Linked DNA regions of Mus musculus: region 1 is linked to region 2. The links are chromatin contacts, called in public HiChIP or PLAC-seq maps. All regions are on one chromosome and are shown on one strand. The core of a region is the stretch at or near the end of the contact, and the rest is flanking DNA. Distances in the headings are between cores, read along the strand shown. Region 1 holds the start of Slc43a2 (solute carrier family 43, member 2). Region 2 holds the start of Smyd4 (SET and MYND domain containing 4).

Evidence for each region. HiChIP or PLAC-seq counts read pairs in DNA pulled down with a chosen protein or histone mark.
Region 1: a contact with region 2 is called in an H3K4me3 HiChIP or PLAC-seq map of the SCID.adh cell line, with 24 read pairs. The contact joins the promoter of Slc43a2 here to the promoter of Smyd4 in region 2. A contact is called at or near these places in 18 of 39 promoter capture datasets (the 3T3-L1 cell line, 3T3-L1-derived adipocytes, the C10 cell line and 14 more), 3 of 484 Hi-C or Micro-C datasets (embryonic stem cells and uterus), 4 of 115 datasets of contacts at active chromatin or transcription factors (the SCID.adh cell line, embryonic stem cells, memory CD8 T cells and 1 more) and 3 of 9 other capture datasets (adipose tissue, liver and pancreatic islet).

What each region holds. Positions count from the first base shown.
Region 1 is chr11:75,527,412-75,534,179 of GRCm38.p6, reverse strand. It overlaps Slc43a2 (solute carrier family 43, member 2), which reads right to left and starts at 2,068. Exons shown (of 14, transcript NM_001199283.1): 1 at 1,766-2,068; 2 at 1,392-1,592. The coding sequence starts at 1,551.
Region 2 is chr11:75,345,213-75,351,468 of GRCm38.p6, reverse strand. Smyd4 (SET and MYND domain containing 4) reads right to left here and starts at 3,036. Exons shown (of 11, transcript NM_001102611.1): 1 at 2,718-3,036; 2 at 1,655-1,800. The coding sequence starts at 1,788. Rpa1 (replication protein A1) reads left to right here and starts at 3,086. Exons shown (of 17, transcript NM_026653.2): 1 at 3,086-3,243. The coding sequence starts at 3,211.

The DNA.
Region 1 (6,768 bases), core at 819-3,318, 180 kb before region 2:
GAGGCAGAGACAGGCAGATTTCTGAGTTCGAGGCCAGCCTGGTCTACAGAGTGAGTTCCAGGACAGCCAAGGCTACACAGAGAAACCTTGTCTCAGGGAAAAAAAAATTCTTGAGAGCCCAGCAATAATGGTGCACTTTGATCCCAGGACTCAAGAGGCAGAGGCAGGTAGATCCTTGAGTTTGAAGCAAGTTTGGTCTAGGGGTTGAGTTCCAGGACAGACAGGGCTACACAGAGAAACCCTATTTTGAAAATAAAATAAAATAAATAGCAAGCCCACTTCTTAGAGATGACACTCAGGGCGTGGAACCTCTTGCCACCAAGTCTGTCAACCTGAGTTTGACCTCATAAATTCACATAGTGGAAAAAGAGTGTCAACAACCAAAAGCAGTCCTCTGTCATCGACAGCAGTCCTCTGTCATCGACAGCAGTCCTCTGTCAGTCATCCAGTTCTGTGGCCCCCATAAATGAATAAAAAAATGTAAGAAAAAATTTAAAGTAAAAAAGTAAATGAATAGGACTCTAGAAATAAAAAAGACATGCCAGCAGTGACCTACAGAGTCAAGCCTGGGTACGGGGTGGGGCAGAGACAAGAGACAAAGGCAAGAAGCAGTTCTTACCAAGGATGCCTAAGAAGGGGAGAGGATGGCAGCTGACTCGGCCCCACTGATGACCCTACAGCAACCAGGGTATGAAGACAGGAGTGGCAGAAGGAAGGGTGGGGGTAGTGTGGGCCAGCCTCAGCCTGCCTGCAGTCTGTCCTGGAGAGTCTAAGCATCCTTCTACCACTGTCTCCCTTCCTCTTCCTCCCTACGATGTTTTGAAAGCCACTGAGATGTTCTCACAGTTCAGGAGAGGAAATGGCCTTTGGAGAATCATAAAGCAGCAAAAATAGACAAGAAATTCTATCTTGGCAAGCCTTTAAGGGGACTCCATAATGGCCTGACTTAAAAACATGTAGGTCTAGATGAACCTTCCTTCGGGTGGAGGCGAAGCCACTTCCTCTCTCCTGCTGCACCCCGGCCTATGAGAGTTCCTCTTTCTTACACATGTTTTTTTTTTTTTTTTTTTTTTTGCAAGGCAAGCAATGCTGCAGGCCCTGGAAGACCAGAAGGCCAGCAACGTTCCTGACTGCACGCAGGAGTCTATTAGTCTATTAGTCTACAGCTTGGGCAAATGGAAGACTTGTCCCAGCCTCAGTTTCTCCATCCACAAACAGGGACGATGATAATGATACGCACCCAGAGAGCTGGATGAGGATCAAATGGGCTTTTTGGCACTTAGAGGCGCTGTGCAGCAAGCAGGCATAGCTGGCTTACATCTTCACCACCAACCGCCCTCTCCCAAAGACCCACTCCAGAAACCTGCCCCCGACCGAGGCGCCCATCTCACCTGGCTTCGTACACAGGTAGGAGTAAAAGCCCTCGGACTTGAGCATGATGAGCAGCGAACCCCAGCCCAGGAGGACTGCGGAGAAAAGGAGGTTTTCCAACACAGCGGTGCAGGCCATCCACCAGCGGCGCCGATGGGCAGTGGCCAGGGTGGGCGCCATGGTGCGGTGTGGCGGTGGTCGGGCTCCGGTTCTGCAGACACCTGCGCGCAGACCTCAGCTTCAGCGGTGGCTCTACCCAACCCGTGTAGCCGCTGGCGCACAGCCTGTCAGTCCCTTGCAGCCCAGGCTATAGGTGCCCGCCGCAAAAGAAAAGAACCCTAGCCCTGTCAGGGACCTGGGCCACCCCGTACCCGCAGCTACCTGGTAACGCTACCTTAGGCCACAGTGGAGCCCCGCTGGCCAAGAGGAAAGGCTTCTCCCTTAGTTCACTCGGAGGTAAACTGAGGCATGGCAGCTGGAAAAGGGCTAATTATGCTCAAGGACGTGGAGCGGGTCCTGATCCCAAGCAAGACTGAACAGCCACTTTGGGGGCCGGAAAGGGAGGCAGCTCGTAGTAAGGTCACCTGAGCAGAGGCTCACCTGAGAGCTGCCACTCCCAGGGACCCTGACAGGCTCCCGCCCGCCCGCACTCGAGACCCTTCCTTAGTGCTTGTTCCTTCAACCACAAAATCAGCACAGGGAGCCCCGAAACGGCCCGCCCACGGCGCTTTCATTGGCGGGACCGCACAGGAACTGCCGCGCCATTGGTTAGTGTTTAGGTCGCTAGGCGCTACCGCCACGCGAACCCCGCATGGGAGAGGCGAAGCCGGTTCAAACCGGCGGCGCGAGCCAACCGCGCGACCCCCGTGTCGGGCTGTTACCCCGGCGATTAGCCCGTTTCCATAGAAGCGGATCCCGTCCCTCTGTCCTCCTGGCCTTTTTCGTTACGTCTCCCTCCCGGTGTCGTCCCTCTGACAAGTATGCACCTTCCCTCCAACCCCTGCCTGCGAGCGGCTTCAGGTTCTCGCACCCTCGTCTGAGACCCGGATCCTGGGAGTCCAGCTCACCCGGCTCCTACCAGTGTGTATCGGGCCCGCCCGGCGCCTTTTCTGTCCCCTTTATTTCCAGCCCTTTTATTCCTATCCTAAGATGAAAAACACTGCCGCCCGTTGATTGGCTGAGTGGGGCTGGAAACAGGCGTCGGCCAATCAGCAGCTACCCACCCGCCCCCCGGCGAGCAGAAGCCGGTTCCGGCCGGACTTGGAGACAAACAAGAGGAATGGGGGGGCTGGGGGGCGGCTCGGGCAGGCCCAGCTCTACCCAGTTAAACTGGAGTGCCCCTCGACCCGGTGACCGCCGCGGGCATCGCCCCACGCCCTTCTCGTTGCCCTCTTCCTTGTCAAGTTCATGGGTCAGCGTTTCAGGGAGTCTTGGTCCACAGCGAGCTGGGCTCCAAGCACCGTGCGGTTCGGCCCGCAGTATAGACCACCGTTCTCGCCCGGAGAGAACCAGGGCCGGATGCTCCAACTCCGCAGGCCATTACCGCCCTTTTGTGCTGTTTCCCGGCCTGCTCCTTGGGCTTTGTGTCCGGGCTCCTCGCTGCCTAGCCCCCGTTGTCCTATCCAGGCGCTGTCTACGGGTATCAGAACACCCCGACCCAGGTCGTGGCATAATTACCGCATCCCTGCTAGATCTCCCGACTCACCGGGTCCTTGCCTGGAATCAGGTGCCTCCTGCCTGGTCTTTAATCGGTGTCCCTTAAGGGTCTGTAGTCAGGATTTTGGACTAAGAGCCCCTGGTCCTCCAGTTGTCGCCATCCCCATCCCGCGCCCTCTTTTCTCGGTGCCTTCAGAGACCGGTCAGTGTTCAGGCCGGTCACCTTGGCATGCCCTGCCCTCCCACTTTCCCAAACGACTCTTTCATGTGGCTGGCACACTTTCTCGTCCACCCTTCTTCATGCTGTGAGCAATCCCGAGCACCTAGTTAGTCTAAGTCTGACTTTGGAGAGCGCGATAGATCACTAGGGGTCCAAAGAGCTCCGTCCTTTCTGTATCATCAGCGGAGCTGCGCTGCTCTGAGGACCTGCTTGGACGTGGAATGGAGCCTCAGCACGAAAGATTTGGCTGTCCGTCCGAGTCTCCCTGACGAGAGGCACTAACCTCCCCTCAGAAAACACTCGGTATCCCTCAGATTCTCCACACTTCAAGAGCCGGCTTGCTTTAGAGCTAAGGGTGTCCCCAGCAGCCTGACTCAGCTTCCCTCAGCTCGAGTGCGCCCCCTGGTGCCCAGAACCTTCGCCAGCCATTCTGCTAGTGCATGCTCTCCCAGACTTGGTCTAGGCTTGCTGGTGGGTTTGGGGGCCTGATGACCTACTGTGCAGAAATCTCATAAGCTCCAAATTGGACCTACTATCTGCCAATAGATTAAGCCCTTCAATCCTTTTCCTAAGCAATCTGCTTGAGGACCTTCTCCAGACATATATCTAAAATGTTCCCTCCCCCTCTTCAAATAAATAGTGCCCCCTTCTCCCTCAGATTGTGTGTGTCTGTGTGTGTGTCTGGGGAAGTGTTGAGACAGGATCTCACTATGTAGCTCTGGCCATCCTGGAACTGGCTATGTAATCCAGGCTGCCCTCTGCCGCCTCGTGCTAGGGGGCTCAAAGGCACCCTACTGAGCTACTAACATGTAATGATGTTAGACACTGTGAACTAAACATTTAACACAATAGTTAATGTTATCTACTGTGAGCCTTGCCCCTCCCCTGCCCCCACTGCACCAGGATAACCTGGTGTCCTGTTTATCTTATCTGCCCATTTCTGTCCCTGGGACACAACTACTCATCCATCAATCTCTGCATCACATATCTACCCCGCAGTGAATTGTGGGAAATGTAAACCTGACCTTGATAAACCTGACCTATTGCTAGATCCCGCAGAAACTCTTTACCTTGTTCTTCAAGATAAAGTTCAAGTTCCCCAACTGACTGGACCATGCTGCTTCCTCCTCCCCATTTCCCACTGGATGCTCCCCTCTGGGGAACTGCTGTGGCTCTGGCTTTGTGCTGCTCTCGCTAGTGACCCTCCCTTGGGCAGCACCTCCTCTGGGAAGCCTTCCCTGGCCACTCTCTATATTGCCTTTTGCTTTCTTTGTCTGCTGACCGTAATGCCTTATAATCTGTATCCCCATTTCCCGCTGGCTCTGAATTTCTTGGGGGCAGGCATGCCTCAGTCCTAGGTGCCCAATATGAGTCCTGGAAGGAAAACACATGAGCAAGTGAAAAGCACCAGGTTCAAGGACAGAAGATCGCAGGGTGCTGGATAGGATCAATAATAACTGCCTTTACTGATGGCTGAACTTGCACTGGGTGCTTTTACACTGCATGCTACTACTCCATCCCTACAACTGCCCTGGATACAGCCGTTATCCTTACATTCCAGATGAAAAACTGAGGGGCTAGGTGGCTTGTTCAAATGAAACAAGAAGTCCTTGAGTCCTGTTGAGATGAAACTACCACTCCTTCTCCTCTTCCTTCTCATTCTTCTTTTTTTAAAGATTTATTTATTATATGTAAGTACACTGAAGCTGTCTTTAGACACTCCAGAAGAGGGCATCAGACCCCATTACAGATGGTTGTGAGCCACCATGTGGTTGCTGGGAATTGAACTCAGGACCTCTGGAAGAGCAGCCAGTGCTCTTAACCGCTGAGCCATCTCTCCAGCCCTTATTTATTTATTTTCCTTCTCGATCCGGCCCCGCTAGCTCAGCCTTTATTCTTCTTCTTTTTAAATTGAGAGTGCCCAGGCTAGACTTCCAGGACTTTTGGCAAGTCTTAAAGAAATAAGTCAGGAAGACAGCCTTGCCACATGAAAACAACACAAGGCTCAATAGGCCATCAGAAGAGAGGCCAGGAAAAGTGTAAGAAGCACACATATATGTATGTATGTATACACATACATATATGTATGTGTGTACCGCACACAAAAAGTAAAGAAAGCCAGTCAGATTGAGGAGAGCAGAGAAGGATGACTGCTGCCCCATTTGAAATTGTGAGTCCAAGCCAGGCGTGATGGCGCACATTTAATCTCAGCACCAAGGAGGAAGAGACAGGCACATAGCCCAGTCTACACAGAGTTCCTGGCTAGTGCCAACCTGGGTTATCCAGTGAGACCCTGGTCTTTTTTTGGCTAATTTGGTCTTTTTTTTTCTTTTTCTTTCTTTCTTTTTTTTTTTTTTTAAAGGCAGGGTTTCTCTGTGTAGACCGGGCTGTCCTGAAACTCACTCTTTAGGTTTTTTGTTTGTTTGTTTTGTTTTTTTAAAGATTTATTTATTATGTCGAAGTACACTGTAGCTGTCTTCCGATGTACCAGAAGAGGGTGTCAGATATCATTACAGATGGTTGTGAGCCACCATGTGGTTGCTGGGACTTGAACTCAGGACCTTCGGAAAAGTAGTTGATGCTCTTAACCACTGAGCCATCTCTCCAGCCCGAAACTCACTCTTTAGAACAGGCTTGCCTCCAACTCAGAGACTATCTCTGCTTTCCAAGTGCTGGGATTAAAGGCATGGGCCACCATCACCCAGCTGACACCCAGGTTTTTGTTTTGTTTCATTTTGTTTTTAAAGAAAGATTGTAAGCCAGGTCACACCTATAATCCCAACACTCAGGGGAACAGGAACAAGTGGATTGCCTTGTGTTTCAGGGCTGCCTAGGATATGTACTGAGATCCAGGTCAGCCTGAGCAACAGAACAAGACTATTTCAAAAACAGAAAGAATTTAATAATCACTTCAAAGGTCTGAAAAGAACCCCACCTTAGAATGTAGAATGAACATAGTACAACGATATCTTTTTATCTTTTTTTTTTTTTTTTGGACAGGGTTTCTCTATGTAGCCCTGGCTGTCCTGGAACTCACTCTGTAGACCAGGCTGGCCTCAAACTCAGAAATCCTCCTGCCTCTGCCTCCCAAGTGCTGGGATTAATGGCATGTGCCACCACTGCCCGGCCAAAGATATCTTTTTTTTTTAATTAATTTATTTATTATATGTAAGTACACTGTAGCTGTCTTCAGACACTCCAGAAGAGGGAGTCAGACCTCGTTACAGATGGTTGTGAGCCACCATGTGGTTGCTGGGATTTGAACTCCAGACCTTCAGAAGGGCAGTCGGGTGCTCTTACCCACTGAGCCATCTCACCAGCCCCCAAAGATATCTTTTTTAAAGTTTACAAGTGTTCTGACTAAATGTATGTAAGTCACCTGGAACTAGAGTTGCCAAGATGGGAAGCAAACTTGGTCCTCCTCAAAAGCAGCAAATGATCTTTTAAGTTAGGTTGTTTGTTTTGTTTTGTTTTTGAGACAGGGTTTCTCTGTGTAGCCCTGGCTGTCCTGGAATTCGCTC
Region 2 (6,256 bases), core at 1,787-4,286:
GATTGAACTCAAGTCATCAAGCTTGCACAGTAGGTGGTCAGGCTTACACAGTAGGTGGTCAGGCTTGTATCTTTGGAAGGCAAGCATTTTACTTCCTGTGCCAGCTCACTGGCCTTCTTTGTTTAAAAAAAGAAAAAAAAAGTCCTTTTTTGTTTAATTAGGGTTCATGGCCAGTGCTCTTTATCTTAAAATCAACTGCAAACTTTTATCTGGTAAAAAGCCATCCTTAGCTGTGGTCCTAGGAGAAAAACATACAGTTGGATGGCTTTATCCTGCAGGCTTAGTTTGATCATCTCTCTTTGAAGATATAATCAGCTCACATCACACTCAAGCCTCTGCCAACGAGTTTTCTACTTCTGTTCAACAAACTACCCAAGCTGAGCAGCTCCAAACAACAGCCAGTTATGATCCTCACAGTCCGGTGGGTCAGAAGCCTAAGCGGGCGTGGCTACCTCGCTGCTATTGCCTGACCCTGCTCGGTGCATCCACATTCACATCCTTTCCTGGTGAGTGTGGTTCTTTGACTGGTTTTGTTCCAATTTTTAGTATATGTGCTGCTGAAACAATCTTTTTGCCTCTGCCTCCAGACTGCAGGGATTAATGTTCTTGACTGCCACAGAGCACTAATATTTACTGAACATGTGATCATGTGGTGCTCAGCACTCTTGCACCCAAGGCTCGGGGAACATGGAGGAAGAGGGGGTGGAAAGATTCCAAGAACCAGAGGAAGAAGAAAGTCAGAGGTGAGACTGCATCTCCTAGAAATGTCAGGGACATTTCTAGACCTCTGAAGTCTCAAGAACAAGGCCTGAAAGTCTTATTTATATAGGTTAACCTGAAAGGGGAAAAAATTCTTACAGGGGTCCAACGTTAGACAAAGAACTCTAAGCAACTAAGGAATGTTGGGGGGGGGGTAGTCTTCCCCAGGGAACACTCCTCTACCCTTCAAGCCCCACCCAAGCTGGTTATCCAAAACAAACTGGTCAGTCCTGAAGCCATATACGCACAAGTAACATCATATGGATGGGCAGATTGCATTTAGGAATACACACATACACACACACAACTTAAAAAGAGAGGCCATGAATTTAAGAGAGAGCAAAGCAAAGTGGGAAGGGGTACATGGGAAGGTTGGAGGCAGGAAGTAGGGAAATGATGTAATTATATTTTAATTTCAGATAATTAAAAATTAAAAAATAAGATTTGCTGAGTAAATGAGACTTCTACCTATGTATACATTTACTAGGTTGTGATATAAAATGTCTATCTCACCAGTGAATGCAGTCCATAGAATTTGAAAATTTCTGGGTCTCAACTAAACAATTGCTAGGGTTCTTTCTCACTATTAGTACTGAATGAGCTTCTATGGGCAGCTACACAACCTGCACCATATCCTTTGAGTGACAGCACTGGGACGACAGCAAGATACTAAATTACTTAAGTATAACACATACCAAAAGAGGAAAGCAGTTATGCCTACCCATTCTATAATCACAGACTAGGGAGAAACGTGAAAACCAACAGTAACTGCTAAATGCCCCATACTATAAAAAATATAAAGCTACTCTCTCCTATAAAAAAGAGATATTCAGACCAAATGACAAGGCAGAACATTTTCCAGACCAAAATTTCCCTGAAGTTTCCATTCACTTACTGAAGAAGGGAAGAAGAAGGAAGGAAGATGTCGCTCAAAGTCTCTGCTGTAGAAATTGTGTCCTGCACAGACTTCGGGAGTGAAGCCCACTTCTTAAGTAGGTAGGACTTCCATTCATCCACCGGTAGATCCATGCTGCCGCAGCTCTGTAAAGTCAGAACATGAAGATTCAGCTTTCTATTAATGCATAGTTCTAGAAAATCGAGATTTCATCCTACCAAGTGACACGCAACCAAAATCATTTCTTCTGGGGTTTTCTATAGCTGTTGATATGCTGAAGGAGAGTTAATCTGTGGTGTGGTACCAATTCACCCAGACATATTCTTTGGAACTGTTTGAGAAACTATAGTAGGTTGTGGTTGTACAAACAGAGATCAAAATACCAGTAGATGGCTACTATTCCAGTCTTTCTAGACCTGTTTACCTTAGTTGCCCAAAGTTTTCCAGACTTCTTACTCCAGCAACTATGAAGTTAAATATTTTCATTTCTTAGACGGCTCAGTTTTCTGTTTTGATCTCCAGGTCTTTCTTTCAGTTCATATAGCCTCTCTCCCTTTTTATTTTTATTACTTTTTTTTTTTGAGACCGGATCTTATGTTAGCCTGGCTGGCTTCGAACTCAGAGATCTGCCTGCTTTTACCTCGAATGCCACCACGCCTGGGTCCCAAATTTTGATTTTTCAGGGTCTCATTTAGTTCAGGTTGACCTCGAACTCAACGGTGTTAAGGGTGACCTTGAACTTTTGCTGCTTCTACATCCCAAAGGCTGGGATTACAAACAGATCAGAGCCAGCCAGCACGCCAGGCTCTCCAATACTTTTGCATAGGCCATTTGGGCTTTTAGGAACATCACTATCCTCACTGGAATCCACCTGACAAATTTCTACACACACTTTAACTCAGTTCAAACCGCATCGCCTCTCGAAAGCCTGATTGATTTTTGACCCCCACTCTGGAGCTCCACATGTGTGGCCCATATCGCGTCTACCATCCTTGAGGCTGGGTTCCTTGCGGCCACAACTCTCAGGTGGAACTCAAGAGGGCGGAGACTGAGTCTGATTTACCTTGTTTATCCCACAGTGCCAAGCTCTGGGCCTGGCACCGGCGCCGGGCACGCACTGCGTGAAGAAGTACCCAGGTCACTGCTTTGACTATATTTAGCAGCAGTTACCAGGGGAGAGCTCCGACTGTTCCCTGGGTTGCCATTCTGTCTGTCCGCCAAAGGACTGGGCGGGCAAAGTTCCGACAGCTGGCGGGGGAACAACTCAGTAGCACCGCGCTGACACAGGCGCACTGCGACCCAGCGCCCCGCCCTCACGTCCCGCCATCCCGCCACTAGGCCTCGAACCCGGCCTCGGAAGAGTCACGTGCTCTGCCTGCCGCGCGGTAGCCAATGCGGTGGCTATCGGCGTCTAGGCCCGCCCCTCGCACCGCGCTCACGCTGGGGGCGGATCGGCACGCACAGTTGCTCTAGCCAATCGTTGAGCAGCCCGCGGGACCCCGGCAGAGAAGCTCAGGCGGTGCAAGAGCGCGAGCGCGGGAGTTAGCGGTGCAGCCATGGTGGGACACCTGAGCGAGGGGGCCATCGAGGTAAGGAGACGACCCTGAGCGGGCTCGATGGCCCTAGCAGCGCGGCCTTGGAGCGGTGCAAAGAGGACCCGGGGAGGGAGCCGCTGTCGATCGGGAGAGCGTCAGGGAGGAAATTATACGGCCGCGGGGGAGCATCCCGGGGTCTCTAAGACCATCAGAGGATGCTGGAGGCAACCCGGTACTGGCAGAAGAACTCACGAGTTTTTTTAGTTTGTTTACATCTAAGAAAACAAGACAAATAAACATGCCGCTGTCTATCTTCGGCGGCCTCTGTTTCCTCCCTTTCTCCATCACCCCAAACTTTTTGGACTTGTTTTCGGCTGTTTTACTTCTTTTACATCCTCCTAACTCATTATTGCTACTAGACATCTCTCTGGTCACGAGAGAGAAAACGCTGACCGAAGTCACCAGTGGCTTCCCAGTAGCCAAATCAGAAGACATTTTAAAATTTTTCAGCCGACCTAATTGTTTGAGCTTGTTGGCTTCTTTCTGCTAACACTCCTCTCTTGCTAGTGTTCTGTGTTTCATGTTGACAACTTTTTCCTTATTTTACCGGCAAACCCCATAGATTTTTTTGTCGAGCCAAGGCCCTCTGCAGACTAGTTTATAGCCCTTCACCTGCATGTTATTAATTCTTTCCTGCTGAGCTTCCTTCGATCTGCCCTCTATCTTCAAAGTCATTTTCAATTGAACATATATCAGAGCAAATCCTTTATGTCCCTCTAAGTCTGAATTTTAAAAAAGAGTGTGTGTGCGCGTGCGCCAGTGTGTAGTATGTACACATATGTATGACATCTTGGGGATGGCGAATGTGCGTCGGATGCCAGAGGACAACTCTGGGACGTTGTTTCTCTTCCCACTCCGCTGTGGATTCTGTGGATTGAGCTCAGGTAGCTGGGCTTACACAGCAGGCACCTCTACCACAGAGCATCCTTTTGCCCGACTCTGGACACCTAGTCCATCACCAGTTGAAGTATATTTTAACTCCACACTTAACTTTTCCATCCCCACTGGAATAGTCTTTTTTTTTTTTAAAGATTTATTTATTGATTATATGTAAGTACACTGTAGCTGTCTTCATACACTCCAGAAGAGGGAGTCAGATCTTGTTACGGATGGTTGTGAGCCACCATGTGGTTGCTGGGATTTGAACTCCTGACCTTCGGAAGAGCAGTCGGGTGCTCTTACCCACTGAGCCATCTCACCAGCCCTGGAATAGTCTTTTGTTGGCTGAACTAGTCAATTTCAGTCAGCACACTCTTCTCACAGTCTCCTTGCCAGGCCTTGTTTGTTTTTTTCTTTTTAAATATATTTTTGCTCTAGAGGCCATTGATAGTTCCAGTTTCTTTTGCTACCACAGTGTTCCTGTTCAGCTCAGTTGTTACTGAGTTGGTTGGCAAAGTAACTAGCCCAAATCCATGCATTTGGAGACTCCAACTCCTTTTTGTTCACTTATGTATGGCTTTGGGCAACATTCCAAACTCTTTCCCTTGTTTGTAAAAATGAGGCTGAAGCCGAGCAAGGGGCTAGTTGGAGGACTGAGTTTCTAGATTTAGTGTTTAGCTTCTGCTAGTACAGCTAGCAATCATCACAGGTGTACATGTTTATTTGGTAAATATTAGCTACTTTGTATTTCATTCAGGAGATTGTAGAGACTGTAGCCTGCAGCTACTTTCAGTCCCCCTTTAGGGTGATATCCCAGTATCTGGCAAGTTTTAGTCCCTAGATAATGTTTGCTAGTTGTGTGAATGACTAAAATCATGAAAAGCCTGGGACAGACATCTAAGCAGCTTAGAAGAAAAGAAGAGGGGAAACAGTTGTCAGAATGGAGGTATTTGAATACGTTAGGGCTGTAGAAATGTTGAACTGGAATGTGAAGCTTGGATTGTTCTGAATTTTAAGAGGCTGCCACCTTGGACCCTTAAGGCAATTGCAAATAATTCTTTACTTTTATAACGAACGTTTATAAGGTTGTTTGAATAATTTGCTGAGTTTTCTTTAAATAAAAATATTTTAGAAAGCTATTTCCAATATTGAAGTATTACTTAGACTTCATTCATAGATAAATTTGCAGTTTTTTTTCTTTCTTTACATGTTTTGTTCATAAATAAAATAGTGTTTTGTTTTAAAGACTATCCCTACTATCCTAGAACTTGCTATGTAGACCAGGCCGGCCTTGAACTCAAGCCCACGTACTGGGGCTAAAGATGTTCCACCATGCCAGGATCCGTAGTGTTGTGTTTTGTTTTGTTTGTGTTGATGGTGATGGAGTGTAGAGACCATTGGTTGCCTGATGATTAGCGAACAAAAGTGTCAGCACAAAAGCTTCAGGCCCCAGTGGTTAAGCAAACAGTGGAAAATGGAAGCACTAGGGCCCAAAGTTATAAAATGTAACTGTAGTGATAAGTAGAAGTACAAGGCTCTATTTACTCAGACCAGGCTGGCCTCCAACTCAGAGATCCACCTGCCTCTGCCTCCCAAGTGCTGGGATTAAAGGCATGCACCACCACCCAGCTTCTAGTATACATTAAAAGACTCATTTACTTATGTATTTTATGCATATGGATGTTTTGTCTACATGTAACCTGCATGCCTGAAGAGGGTGTTAGATTGCGTTGATATAGACAGTTGTGAGCCACCATTTGAGTGCTGGGAATTGAACCCAGGACCTCTGGGAAGAGCAGCCAATGCTTTTAATCCATCTCTCCAGCCCAATTTAAAGTCCTTTTTTTTTTTTTTTTTTGAGACAGGGTTTCTCTGTATAGCCCTGGCTGTCCTGGAACTCACTCTGTAGACCAGGCTGCCTTCGAATTCAGAAATCTGCCTGCCTCTGCCTCCTGAGTGCTGGGGTTAAAGGCGTGTGCCACCTTGCCTGGTATTTTATTTCATTTTTTTAATTATTATTTTATGTACATTGGTGTTCCACTGCCTGTGAGTCTGTGAGGGTGTCAGATCCCCTAGAATTAGATGACAGACAGTTGTGATTGCCACCTGGGTGCTTGGGAGTGAACTC